Linked DNA regions of Mus musculus: region 2 is linked to region 1. A link is a contact called in public Hi-C data. All regions are on one chromosome and are shown on one strand. Each heading gives the region's core, a stretch centred on a gene start, on an enhancer-like site or on the middle of the called end of the contact. The rest is flanking DNA. Distances are from core to core; before and after follow the strand shown. Region 1 has its middle 5.1 kb from the start of Klrg2. Region 2 overlaps Tbxas1 (thromboxane A synthase 1, platelet).

Evidence for each region. Hi-C and Micro-C count contacts between places; a contact is called where the count stands out from the background.
Region 2: a Hi-C map of the HPC-7 cell line shows a contact between it and region 1, with 1.9 times the contacts expected there. The contact joins two enhancer-like sites. A contact is called at or near these places in 19 of 39 promoter capture datasets (the 3T3-L1 cell line, 3T3-L1-derived adipocytes, the C10 cell line and 13 more), 3 of 15 datasets of contacts at CTCF or cohesin (the G1E-ER4 cell line, embryonic stem cells and large pre-B cells), 17 of 484 Hi-C or Micro-C datasets (the Ba/F3 cell line, the HPC-7 cell line, bone marrow-derived macrophages and 3 more), 4 of 115 datasets of contacts at active chromatin or transcription factors (acute myeloid leukemia, embryonic stem cells and pancreatic cancer cells) and 1 of 9 other capture datasets (embryonic stem cells).

Annotation. Positions count from the first base shown.
Region 1 is chr6:38,639,494-38,645,117 of GRCm38.p6, forward strand. No RefSeq gene overlaps it. Among named protein-coding and RNA genes, the nearest start is that of Klrg2, 5.1 kb to the left of the region's middle. Within about 2 kb of position 2,633, at least 24 of the 459 cell types and tissues checked have an H3K27ac peak or open chromatin away from gene starts, as enhancers often do. A contact at or near this core is called in the HPC-7 cell line, where this site is marked.
Region 2 is chr6:39,018,788-39,024,411 of GRCm38.p6, forward strand. Tbxas1 (thromboxane A synthase 1, platelet) reads left to right here. Exons shown (of 13, transcript NM_011539.3): 7 at 2,252-2,400; 8 at 4,182-4,312. Among named protein-coding and RNA genes, the nearest start is that of Gm23010, 7.9 kb to the left of the region's middle. Within about 2 kb of position 3,269, at least 7 of the 459 cell types and tissues checked have an H3K27ac peak or open chromatin away from gene starts, as enhancers often do. A contact at or near this core is called in the HPC-7 cell line, where this site is marked.

The DNA of each region.
Region 1 (5,624 bases), core at 1,383-3,882:
CTCTGTAGACCAGGCTGGCCTCGAACTCAGAAATCCGCCTGCCTCTGCCTCCCAAGTGCTGGGATTAAAGGCATGCGCCACCACGCCCGGCCCAACATCTTCCTTGTAGGGAGCAGGCACCCTTGTCACCAAGTCCAGCAGGTGCTCTTCTTTGTATGGTGGCCCCTGGAGCCTTTGACGGTTCGACATGGCCCTTTTCTCACTCTCTTCCTGTTTTGTTTTGTTGTTACTTGTTTTAGAGTTTCCCAGCAACCCAGGTTCTCCCAAACCTGGAGATGAAGCGGATGGAGATGGCTTTAAACTCCTGATTCTCCTGCCTCCACCTCTGAGCACTGGGACTGCAGGCATGCACCAACATACCTGAGTACTTTTCTTGCCTTAGAGTCCCTCTCACCCACACTTTCCCCAACACCAAAGCTGACTGGCTTTCCTCCTTCCCTTAGGCTCTGCTGTCTCAGGTCTGCTGTCTTCAGCTTCTCCCCATTTTCATTATTTCAGGGGGAAATGTTTCCCACCCGATACAGGTTTATATATCAAAGTCTTCCTTCAGCTAGAAACAGAGTCACTGAGGAGGTAATTCGTTGAGAGAAGGTTACACTAACCCAATGTAGCTTGTGTCTCTAGAAAAAGAAGACATTGAGAGACCTGTGCACAGAGAAAATGCCAGAACTTGAAGGCGGGGATCAGGATAATGCATCCAGAAGCCAAACAAACAAAAACACTAAGGAAATCATGAGGGATGTCAGCAAGCTCTGAGAAGCCAGGAAAAAGGGAAAGAATAGATGCTCTCCTAAGGAACTGGCCCTCCAGACACCTTGATCTTGAATTTCTGGTCTCCAGAATTGAGGGGGTAATTGACCGCACTCAGCCTGTGGGACTTTACCCTAGCAGCTCTTCCCACCTAGTAAGCTGGCTTCCTGGGAGGGCTCTGCCATCCTGGGTGGTCAACTCAGCATGTTTGTGACGGCCTCAGTGGCAAGTGAGGTGTTCCTTTTAGGAATCTGGCACTCCAAATGTGGGAAAGGCAGAGCTGGAAGTATCAGAACCATCGGGGAAGCAGCTGCCGGAAGATCTGCAAATACTGCCCCAGTCTCGAGGTTCCTGATCGTGGCTGGGCGCCAGGCTCATTCGTTCAATCTTCTGGGCTTCACGAGACACCGTGTATCTTTCTTTTTACTGTGTGTCCTGTTCCTTTGCTAAGCTTTGGTGTTCTAGTTTCAGTTCTATTTCATTCCTGAGGGAAAGTCAGGGCAGTCACATGTCCACAGTCTGGAGCAGAGAGAAAGACGTGAATTCGTGTTCCTTGTTTGTCTGTGCTTAGCTTGACTTCTCTTACACAGTTCAAAACTTCTGGCTTAGGAATGAGGCCACCTGGGCTGGGCTTTTCCCACATCAATGGCCAATCAAGACAGTCTTGCACAGATATGCCCACTGGCAGCCTGATCTAGATTACTCTTCAATTAAGACTCTTCCCAGGTCATTATAGGTTGTGCCAGGTTAACATTTTAAACTAACCGTCACGGTTAGCATCTCATTTACTCAAATGCCAGTGGCAGGAAGCCCAAGTCCTTCCAAGTCTGGAAGGTTCCTTTAAAATAAGAGTCAGGCTTTGCTCTCATTGCACTGCTACAAGAGCCTTGGTGCCAGAAGCCGTTTCTAACTGCTATGATGGAAGCTAGTGAGTTATCCAGATCCTTGGAGGAGATGGGTCAGATGCTGAAAAGAAGGTCAGACATCCACTGCCATCCTTCCTTCCTCCCGTCTTCTCTCACTTGCCCTCACTTGGAGTTCCGTGTGGTGGCTCAGCAAGCAGCCCAGTGGGGTAACTCTTATGTTTCGGGTAGTTTAGAATGTTAGTTATCCACCCAAGGCATTCTTTGACAGGAAGAAATAGCTTCCCCTCCAAGAGTTTCAACAGAACCTCATTAGGGCTACTGTGCCATTTCCCGTTCTGAAGCGGTAACTCTAAAATCAGCTAGGAGACAGGCTGAAATTGGGGAACTAGATAGAAACCATTTCCATGGTGAAAATCTTAAGAGATTAAGCTCCAAGGTGGTTGGGGGTTAGTGTCTGGCCTGGAGTCTTAGGTCATTCCATTGTATATAGTCTCAAGCAGGGACACTCAGAAGGAGGTAAGAGACCAGAGCGCGTTCTCTCTCTCTCTGTCTCTCTCCCTCTCTCTCTCTCTCTTCCTCCCTCCCCACCCCCCTCTTTGTAAGGCCAGAGAACCAAGCACATGGGAGCTGCCGCTTTCAGGCGCCTGCAACAGCTGCCTGTTTCCATCTCTGGTTCTCATTGAGAGTGATGTTTGGCACTGTAGCCTCCAGGGTGTTTGTAATGGCACTCACTAACCATTACTGCCCGTGTATCAACGCTATCTTTATTTTTAATGTCTGCCTCTGCTGGTGAGCATTTGAACTGTTACTGTGGTTAAATACCTCAGTGCTGCCCATGCTGTGGGGATAACTCCATCTACAATCTTGTACTGTGTTGTTTAAAGAGCACATCTCTTGAGTATCTCAGAACAGATTCCGTTGAGTGAAATTGCTGCGCTGAAGGGTGGCCACAACTTCAAATGTGATGAGTAGTGCCAAGTCACCCATCAGAGGCTGGGCAAACAGTCTGTAAGGACCATTCCCTTCAGACTCACCACAGCCCCATGTTATCAATCTCCTTAGCTTTTAAACAACACATGGGTGAAAATATTGAATTTCAATGCACATTTCTTTAATTATGCATGAGTATGAGGTTGAATGACTTTTCATTTGTTAATGGTGTTCCAGAGAATTGTCTGGGCCAGTCTCTTAACCCGGCTAAAGGGCCACTGAGATTCCCCTAGTGCCGGTTTCAGATCACTGGCTGGTTCCAGGAAGTGGCCCAGCAGGAACCCTGACCACACCATGGAGTTCACTGGCCAAGGAAGCCTGATGCTGATGGTATCTGCTTGTTTGATCAGACAGAAGAGCTAAGAGTGATTTTACGACAGCTCTGTTCCCCGGAGAGGAACAAACACGATCATTTGAATTTCCAGCTATGTCACCTCCCTGGGACATCCTAAACTGTCCTCATCCGTGGAGACACACGAGGACATGTGGGTGGTCACCTCAGAGCTGGCTTTCTGGCATGGCTCCTCCTTAGTCTATGTTCCTCCACCTGCTCAGAGGTTTCAAGACACCCGTGCTCCAGTGGCACCCCTCCCCCATGGTGCTCAGTCTCATCCTGGACAACCCTGAGCACCGTGAGAAGCTAGCACACTCACGTGTCTGTTTTATCATTTAGTGCTGGACTCTAGCTCTCTAGACATACTTGCTCTGAGATCAAGGTCTGACATGCCCAAGGTCTGACATGCCTAACCTGCTTCTGGGATGATGTCACCCAGTGGCTTAGTGAATACTTGCTAATAAATAATGCCAAACAGGCAGCAGGCAGGGTGCCTGCTTTACCGCGTCTCAGTTTTTCTTTCTTCCTAGTTTTTAGTTGATGAAATTTAAACATTAAGGACAGTGGAAAGACTACAAAATGTTGGAATCTGTCTTCACTGTCAGTTTGACTGGAATTAGAATCATCATAGAAACACACCCCTGGATTTTCCAGAGGTTTAACTGGGGGGAAGACCTACCCTAAGTGTGGATGGCACCACTTCATGTGCTGGGGTCCTGGACTGAGTAAAAGGAGCGAGGGAGCTGAGAACCAGTGGTCATTGCTCGCTGCTTCCTCACTAAGGATACAGTGTGACCAGCTGCCTCTGGCTCCCGCTGTCAATCATTCTCCACCAAGATGCACTTGCCCTCCTACTGAGCCAGAATCACTCTTTCCTTCCTTCTTCCCTCCCTTCTCTCCTTCCCTCCCTCCCCCTCCCTCCTTTCCATTGCTTTAGTTATATATTTTGTCAATAAATAATATTGATAGCCAAAATATACCTCTCACCTAGATCCTGCAGCTGGAATTTTGTAATACCTGCTTTCTTTTTCTGTTCCCATGCAAACACACTTTATGTCACTGAGCCCTTGATGGGGAGAGCAAACCTCCTGAAGACTCCTCCTTCAAAGCTTCAGCACCCCCCCCCCTCCTCTCAGAGCACCAGCACCATCCTCTCGCTGAGCTAACAGCGTCATCACACTAGAGACCATGTTAATTTTGCCCCAGTGACTTTCAAACCTGGTTTCCATCAAAGGTGGCACACTCCAGCTAGTCACTGTGCCTACTAACGCTTCGCAATCACTCTGGAAGGTTCTTCCAATGCTTTGAATCCCAGATTCATGTGTGGGGAACATAATCCCCAGGTTCCAAATTCATGGTGTTTGGAGAGGGGGCTTTGGGGCGGTGACCAGGCCACGAGTCCTGAGAATGGCTAAATCCACTCACCAGGGCTAGAGAGATGGCTCGGAGGTTAAGAGCACTTGCTGCTCTTGCGGTGAATCCAGGCTCGGTCCCCGGCACTTGCGTGGCGGCTCACGGGCATCTGTAACTCCAGTAGCAGGTATGTGTATGGAACACTTAAATATGTACAAACAAAGCAAGTGTACGTGTAAAAAAATAATCTAAACAAAATCTTTAACTCTGCTCATGAAGGGGCTGGAGAGATGGCTCAGTGGTTAAAAGCACTGATGGCTCTTCCAGAGGTCCTGAGTTCAATTCCCAGCAACCACATGGTGGCTCACCACCATCTGTGATGGGATCCGATGCCCTCTTCTGGTGTCTGAAGGCAACTACAGTGTACTTATATACATAAAATAAATAAATAAATCTTTAAATCTGCTCATGAGTTAATAGCTTCCTCCTGGGAGTGGCTTTGTTATAAAAACCAAGCTATCTCTGGCATGGTTTTCTTTTATTTACTATGGGATACTCTCCACCATATGCAGCAAATGGCTCTCACCAGGCACCAGGCAGAGGCCAGCACCTGGTCATGTTTATTCGCAGGTTTATTCACCATCCCCACGCTGGCTGATCTGGTTTCTGCTGGTCCTAGGCTGGTGTGGAGGAACGGTCCTGGTCGGCCTCATCAGACCAGGTCTTACTTTCAAGTTTCCTTAGGCACATGCCTCCTGTACCTCTTGCACCTCTCAGGGCTGTCTGTCTTCAGTTGGGAGACATGAGGCAGTTATTATTTAGTAAAGGACCCACCTGTAATTGGGCAGGGCCTGTAGAGACGAAGAGTCCCTGATAGAGGCCCAAAAGGTGGCTCCCATCTGTCATGCCAATGAGGCAGCCACAGGCTTGATAAGACAACCCTGTTGCAGACCTTCCTGGTGCATGCATGGAAGCCTGCTGCAGACCGGGAGAAGAGCCTCACACAAAGGGAGACACCTCCCTGAGTCATCTGCATGTTGGAACACACACCACCCTTGTTGGAAGCCACACCCTGGTTATGGTAGGGATATGAAGTGCCTCTATGAAGGTGCATGTGTTAAAGGCCTGGTTTTCAGGTGCTGTTGAATGGGGATTGGAGCCCTAGAGTGTTAGCCTTATCAGTGGGTTAATCCATTGATGAGTCCATAGCTGAATGGGCTCTTAGCAGATGGGCCCAGATGGAAGAAACAGGTCACTGGATTGCCTTTTGAAGGGTACTCTGCCCCTGCCTCTCCCACCCCAGTTGTCATAAGGTGAGCAGTAAACTTCAG
Region 2 (5,624 bases), core at 2,019-4,518, 380 kb after region 1:
AAGGCCTGCCTGGGCTACAGTGAGTTTAAGGCCATTCTGGGTGCTTTAGTGAAATTGTTTCTCAGAATAAAAAGTTAAGGGGCTGGAGAGATGGCTCAGCAGCTAAAAGTACTTTTTTGCTCTTCTAGAAGACCCGGGTTCAAGTCCCATCATCCATGTCAGGTGGCTCACATCTGTCTGTAACTTTGGTTTCAGGGTATCCGGCGCCCTCTTCTGGCCGCTGTGGGCACTGCAGGCATGTGGTGGTATATATATATATATATAAATATACTCAGGCAAGCACTTATACACATAAATAAACGACTAAATCTCTAAAAGTGAAAATGGTGATTGGCTGGGGAATATAGTTCGAAAGGATAAAGTGCTTCAGCATATACGAGACCCTAGATTCAAATCTCAGTTCAGCTTAATATATTAATAAATAAATAAGTAGTGATCGTTTGTGCCTAGCAGCCACAGCTCAGTGGTGGGCAGGAGAGTGGTGTTAGGTGTATATAGCTGGCAATTTAAGCAACTGACTGACTTTTCTCCTAGCAACCTTTAGATGCTCTAAGCTAAATCATGGCTGGCAGCAGACTGGGAACAGAATGACTGCAGATCAGCCACAGCTGACTCAGAATCATCACTGCCAACAGAACTAGAGGCTAGTCAATGGCAGCGTTTATGTTGTTCCCAGCTGTCAACAAACCTTCTCGCCCACACTCTCCCAGAGTGTAAGATAAGGTGGCCCCCTCTGCTATTAAAGCAAAGCAAATAACTCTTCGGTCCTGGAACCCTCAAGCACTAGGGTCTGCTGGGATCGCACTCAGGAGCCATGCACACTTTTTGCATCAATGGGGAATCGGTGACCAATCATAGCAATGTTTTCAATATAAGTCGTCAACATTTCAGAGTCATCAAGTGATTTATTCTCTAGTGATAAGCTGGTGGCTGTGGGGCCCATGCAGAAGAACTAACTGTATCAATGACAAGCACAGATGTTACAGTTGTGAAAGAGTATCAATAGCCCAGGTATTAGACTCCTTAGAAAAAATCCTTAAGACGTCAATGCCTGTAAGAAAACAAAAAGAAGGATTGTAAGGACCGGGGAGGTGACTCGGAGGCCAACGGTAAGCTGAGAAAGCTTGCTGACCCAAGTGTGACCCTCAAGACCCACACAAAGGTGGAAGGAAAGAACTGATACCACCAAGTTGTCCTATGTCCTATGTGATGTGCACTGTGACACACACATGTATACCATGTCCCCAGCATGCCATGCACACACTAACACACACACACACACACACACACTGTGCAAATGTATACAAGAACAATAAACACATAACACATTTTGTGAAAGAATAGTGCTAGTTTAAAACGGCATTGGGAGGGACAGGCTTCCTATCCTGGGGTTGGTTAAATTTTCTGATGCCATTGGAAGACACTTTTCCTCGTGTTTGTTTGAAAAAGGCAATATATACTTCCAGTAGTAAATTAAATATATCTTGTAAGCCTTCCCCAAAGTTTGTCTACTATCCATTTGAGTAAGAAAAGACCTTGTTTTTGGTTGTTTTTTTTTTTTGTTACACTTTTATTTTTTATTTATTATTTATTTAATGTATATGAGTACACTGTAGCTGTCTTCAGACACATCAGAAGAGGACATCAGATCCTATTACAGATAGTTGGGAGCCACCATGTGGTTGCTGGGAATTGAACACGGGACCTCTGGAAGAGCAGTTGGTGCTCTTAACCATTTAACCATCTCCCAGCCCTTGTTGCACCTTTTAAAATGGCAAAAGCATCAGGTATCGTGACACATATCTTTAGTCCCAGCACAGGAAAGGCAGAGTGTACTCAGGGCAGCCAAATCATTAGAAGGAAAAATGGAGGGTAGCTAATAAAACAAGCTAATGAGATTGATTCATCAATGCCAATTTGAGAGCTATTAATTAATCATTAGATTCTGGCCTGAGATGGGCTATGTGTGCATAGGGGCTAAAGCCCCTAGGCTTTAGGGCTCCTATTTCCCTTCACAGGAAGGCGTCCTCCCACTGGAAGATATGTGCCTTAGTGTTCAACTCTGTTCTAAGGCCTGAGTTAGTGATGTCCTGCCCTCACCTTCTCTTCCATAAGCTCCTTGATAAAGCCTCCAATCATATTCTGCTATTGCTGCTCATCCAGGAAGTGTCCCTTCCACTACCTCAGGAGGGGTATGCTGTGGGAAGGGCAATCCAGCATCTTTCAATTGTCCGCATTTCTATGTCCACAGGTGTTACTGCTGTTACACCATAGATGTGGTGGCCAGTGTGGCCTTTGGCACCCAGGTGGACTCCCAGAATTCTCCAGAAGATCCCTTTGTGCAACACTGCCGGCGTGCTTCCACCTTCTGTATCCCCAGGCCTCTCCTGGTATTAATCTGTAAGTGCAGCCCCTACCCAAGGTAGTGAGGCCAGATCACCACCCATAGGACAGCTTGCAGGGTTGAGTCCCTTCCACCAGGAATGGTCCCAGGATGTTCTCTCTGAGACATCCCTCAGGAACTTTATCTCCCTAGAGCCACTAGAATTCTCTTGTCACAATCTGGGGTGATTTATCACCAACACAGGTAACCCTGGATCCTGTTTGATAATCCTAATGAGAAAGGAAAACTGATACATAAAAAGGCAGTCAAGACTTGAACCCAAAGTCTCTCATTTCCTAGGGTTGGTTGGTTGGTTGGTTGGTTGGTTGGTTGGTTGGTTGGTTGGTTCGTTAGTTGGTTTTTGTCCCATCACTCAAAACCCTCTTCTGAGGACTTCTCTACCAGAAGCCAACAACTCCTAAACATGAAATCAACAGATGGGTCACTGGAAGGAGGCTTCATGTTAACAAGACTAGACCATTGGATTAATTTTACAAGGGAGTCTTTGCCTTCCAGCTAGTTCTGGAATCTACTTGCTTTTGTGGAAACAGTGTGTTGCTGTTACTGTATTGTTGAGCTCTTCCCTGCCTCTCTGATATATTGGCATAGTCTAGTCACTTCTTGGCCAGCTTCATTCTTCCTCCTTCTCCTCCTCCTCCTCCTCCTCCTCCTCCTCCTCTCCCTCCTCCCCCCTTTCTTCCTCCTAGCTCTCTTCATCTTCCTCCTCATCTTTCCTCTTTTGTTTCTCTTCCTCCTCTCCCCTTCCTTTTTCAAGACAGGGTCTTGTTATACAACCTTCTCTTATCTCCAATTAACACCCCCTCTTGCCTCACTCTCCTGAGTATTAGAATCATGGACCATTTGCTTGCTTTTCTTCTTATCTCTGAGCCAGTTTCAGCAGGAAGCCCTGTAACCTCTAACATCAGCACACTGAAACCTGTAGGCATTTGTGTGGAGTCACGCAGCCTCTTTGTGTCCAGGAGGTCTGCTGGGGCTAAGGCTGCCCCACCTATGGACTTTCAATTATAGACAGGCCTTCCACTAACAAGGCCCCTGCTCTCTACACTTTTAAACAGAGGTGTATGAGCTCTGGGATCTCCTGTCTCCAGCCTGACTCAACACAAAAGGTTATGTGCAGCTTGGCAGGCTGAGAGTCAGTAGAGTCACATGCCCCTGTGGCAAGGCCTCATCCCTGGGCTCAGAACATCTCCTAGGGAAATATTAAGTGTCCTGATCCTGGGAGCCTTCTCCTAAGAACCCAGGCTGCATATTGCATGGCAGGGGAATATCCACAATAGATGAAGCCAGTGTCCTTGTCAGCAGCTGCAACAACATGTTTTAGGGACAATTCAGATGGCTGTTGTGGGGACATTTATCCAGATAAAGACAAATACAAATGACCAGAAAGTCAATAAAGTAGATGGTCTGCTATGCCCCTGTGACGGCTTGGCACACAGCCAGTTACCCATTCTGTCCTGATGAACTGCAAAGACACTTCCCCCTCTAAGGTTGGAGATAAGAATTTCTAAGTGTAAAAGTGGGTTTGTAAGGCCAGGTACACACGAGGACTTACTTTATTGCACAGGCATTTAATGATTGCTTATGATGTACAGGGAATGGAACAGAAAGCTAGAGTCAGATCAAGCCCCACTCTGAGAAGCGCCAAGTCCACAGGGAAGACAGGCCTCCCAAGTGGCTCTGATTCAAGGCTGGTGCTTGCTTCCCAGCCACAGGAGTCTAATAGCCCTGCTTCATTATCACTCCCCCTTCAACGCTACTTTTGTTTTTCTCTTTCAAGTATCATTTCCATCCATAATGGTCCCATTGGCCCGGATTCTGCCCAATAAGAACCGAGATGAACTGAATGGCTTTTTTAACACACTCATTAGGAATGTGATTGCCTTACGGGACCAGCAAGCAGCAGAAGAGGTAACTATTTTTATAGGACACAGCCTGGAAACAGAATGGAACCTAATTTGGCATCACTCTCTCTTTTCTTTCTCCATTCCCCCACAACTCCTCACGTCACATGGGTCTCTCCTTTACTAGTCTCCCATTCTGAGCTTTCCAGAGCCAGTAGAAAGCAATGGGAGGGAGGAATCGGAAGGATAATAGGAGAAGTCCCACCAATGGGCCTATCCCTGATGTGAGTTGTTGAATGGATGTCAACCCCTGACTGTCTCCCATCACCTGGCTCTTACCCCCAAGCAAAGGTTGCAGTAGCCCAACCCCCACCCCAGAATTTTCTAAGTCAGCACCTCATGCAATTTTCATGAGCATAGTCTTTCTGCTGAAAAACAGCAAGATGGGGCTTTATAGCATGAATAGCATAAATATTAGCAAGAAGTTTAGGCAACTGTCAATCAATCCCATATTCCCTTTCAACATGGAGACTCTTGCTAGAAAATTTGTGATTGAGGCTCCCTGCTCTCTTTAGCAGGCTGCCGTGTTTCCCTTTTCCCTTACAGACTCACACCCTGCTTGGCACATAGTGGGGATAAGTAAATATTGGCTGAACTTGACTCTAAATAGTATGCGGTTTTCAGTATGAGAAATAATCTTCCTGCATCAGAGATACTCTTTGTCCACATTAAAGTTGTCCATTATGGGTCTCATCACACTAAAGACAGTCACAAAAAAAAAAAAAAAAAAAAAAAAAAAGGACTAAAAGGGCTTTCACTTAACTGCCTTGAGCAAGATGAAGCTTTAAAAGGGTTTTCTCAAAGACTGTGGCTCAGAGGGATTCGTGAGGCCTGATGGTTAAGGCATTGGCCTAGAATGAAATCCAAGTCAATTAGTAGCTTGATGCATTTAGCAGCCTTGGGCAGCAGCCTGTCCTACTCAGCTGCACACCCTGGGGACTCTGTAGCAACTGTGTCTGGATAGGGAAGGTGTGGGGACGTATATACCAGCTCTCAACCCCTTGGCCTATACCTTCATCAGCTCCACTTGAATGTCCTTAGAGGTGGGGGAAAGTGGGCCAACTGGTATACCTGGCCCCACTCTAAAGCCAGAAAAGCCAGGACAATTTCATTCAAGTATATGTTTCTAGTGTGTGAGGAGGAAGCCCAAAGGACAAGAGATAAAGAACCATTTTCTTTTGTTGTTGTTCTTTTTTTTTTTTTTTTTTTTTTTCGAGACAGGGTTTCTCTGTGGCTGGCTCTCCTGGAACTCACTTTGTAGACCAGGCTGGCCTCAAACTCAGAAATCCGCCTGCATCTGCCTCCCAAGTACTGGGATT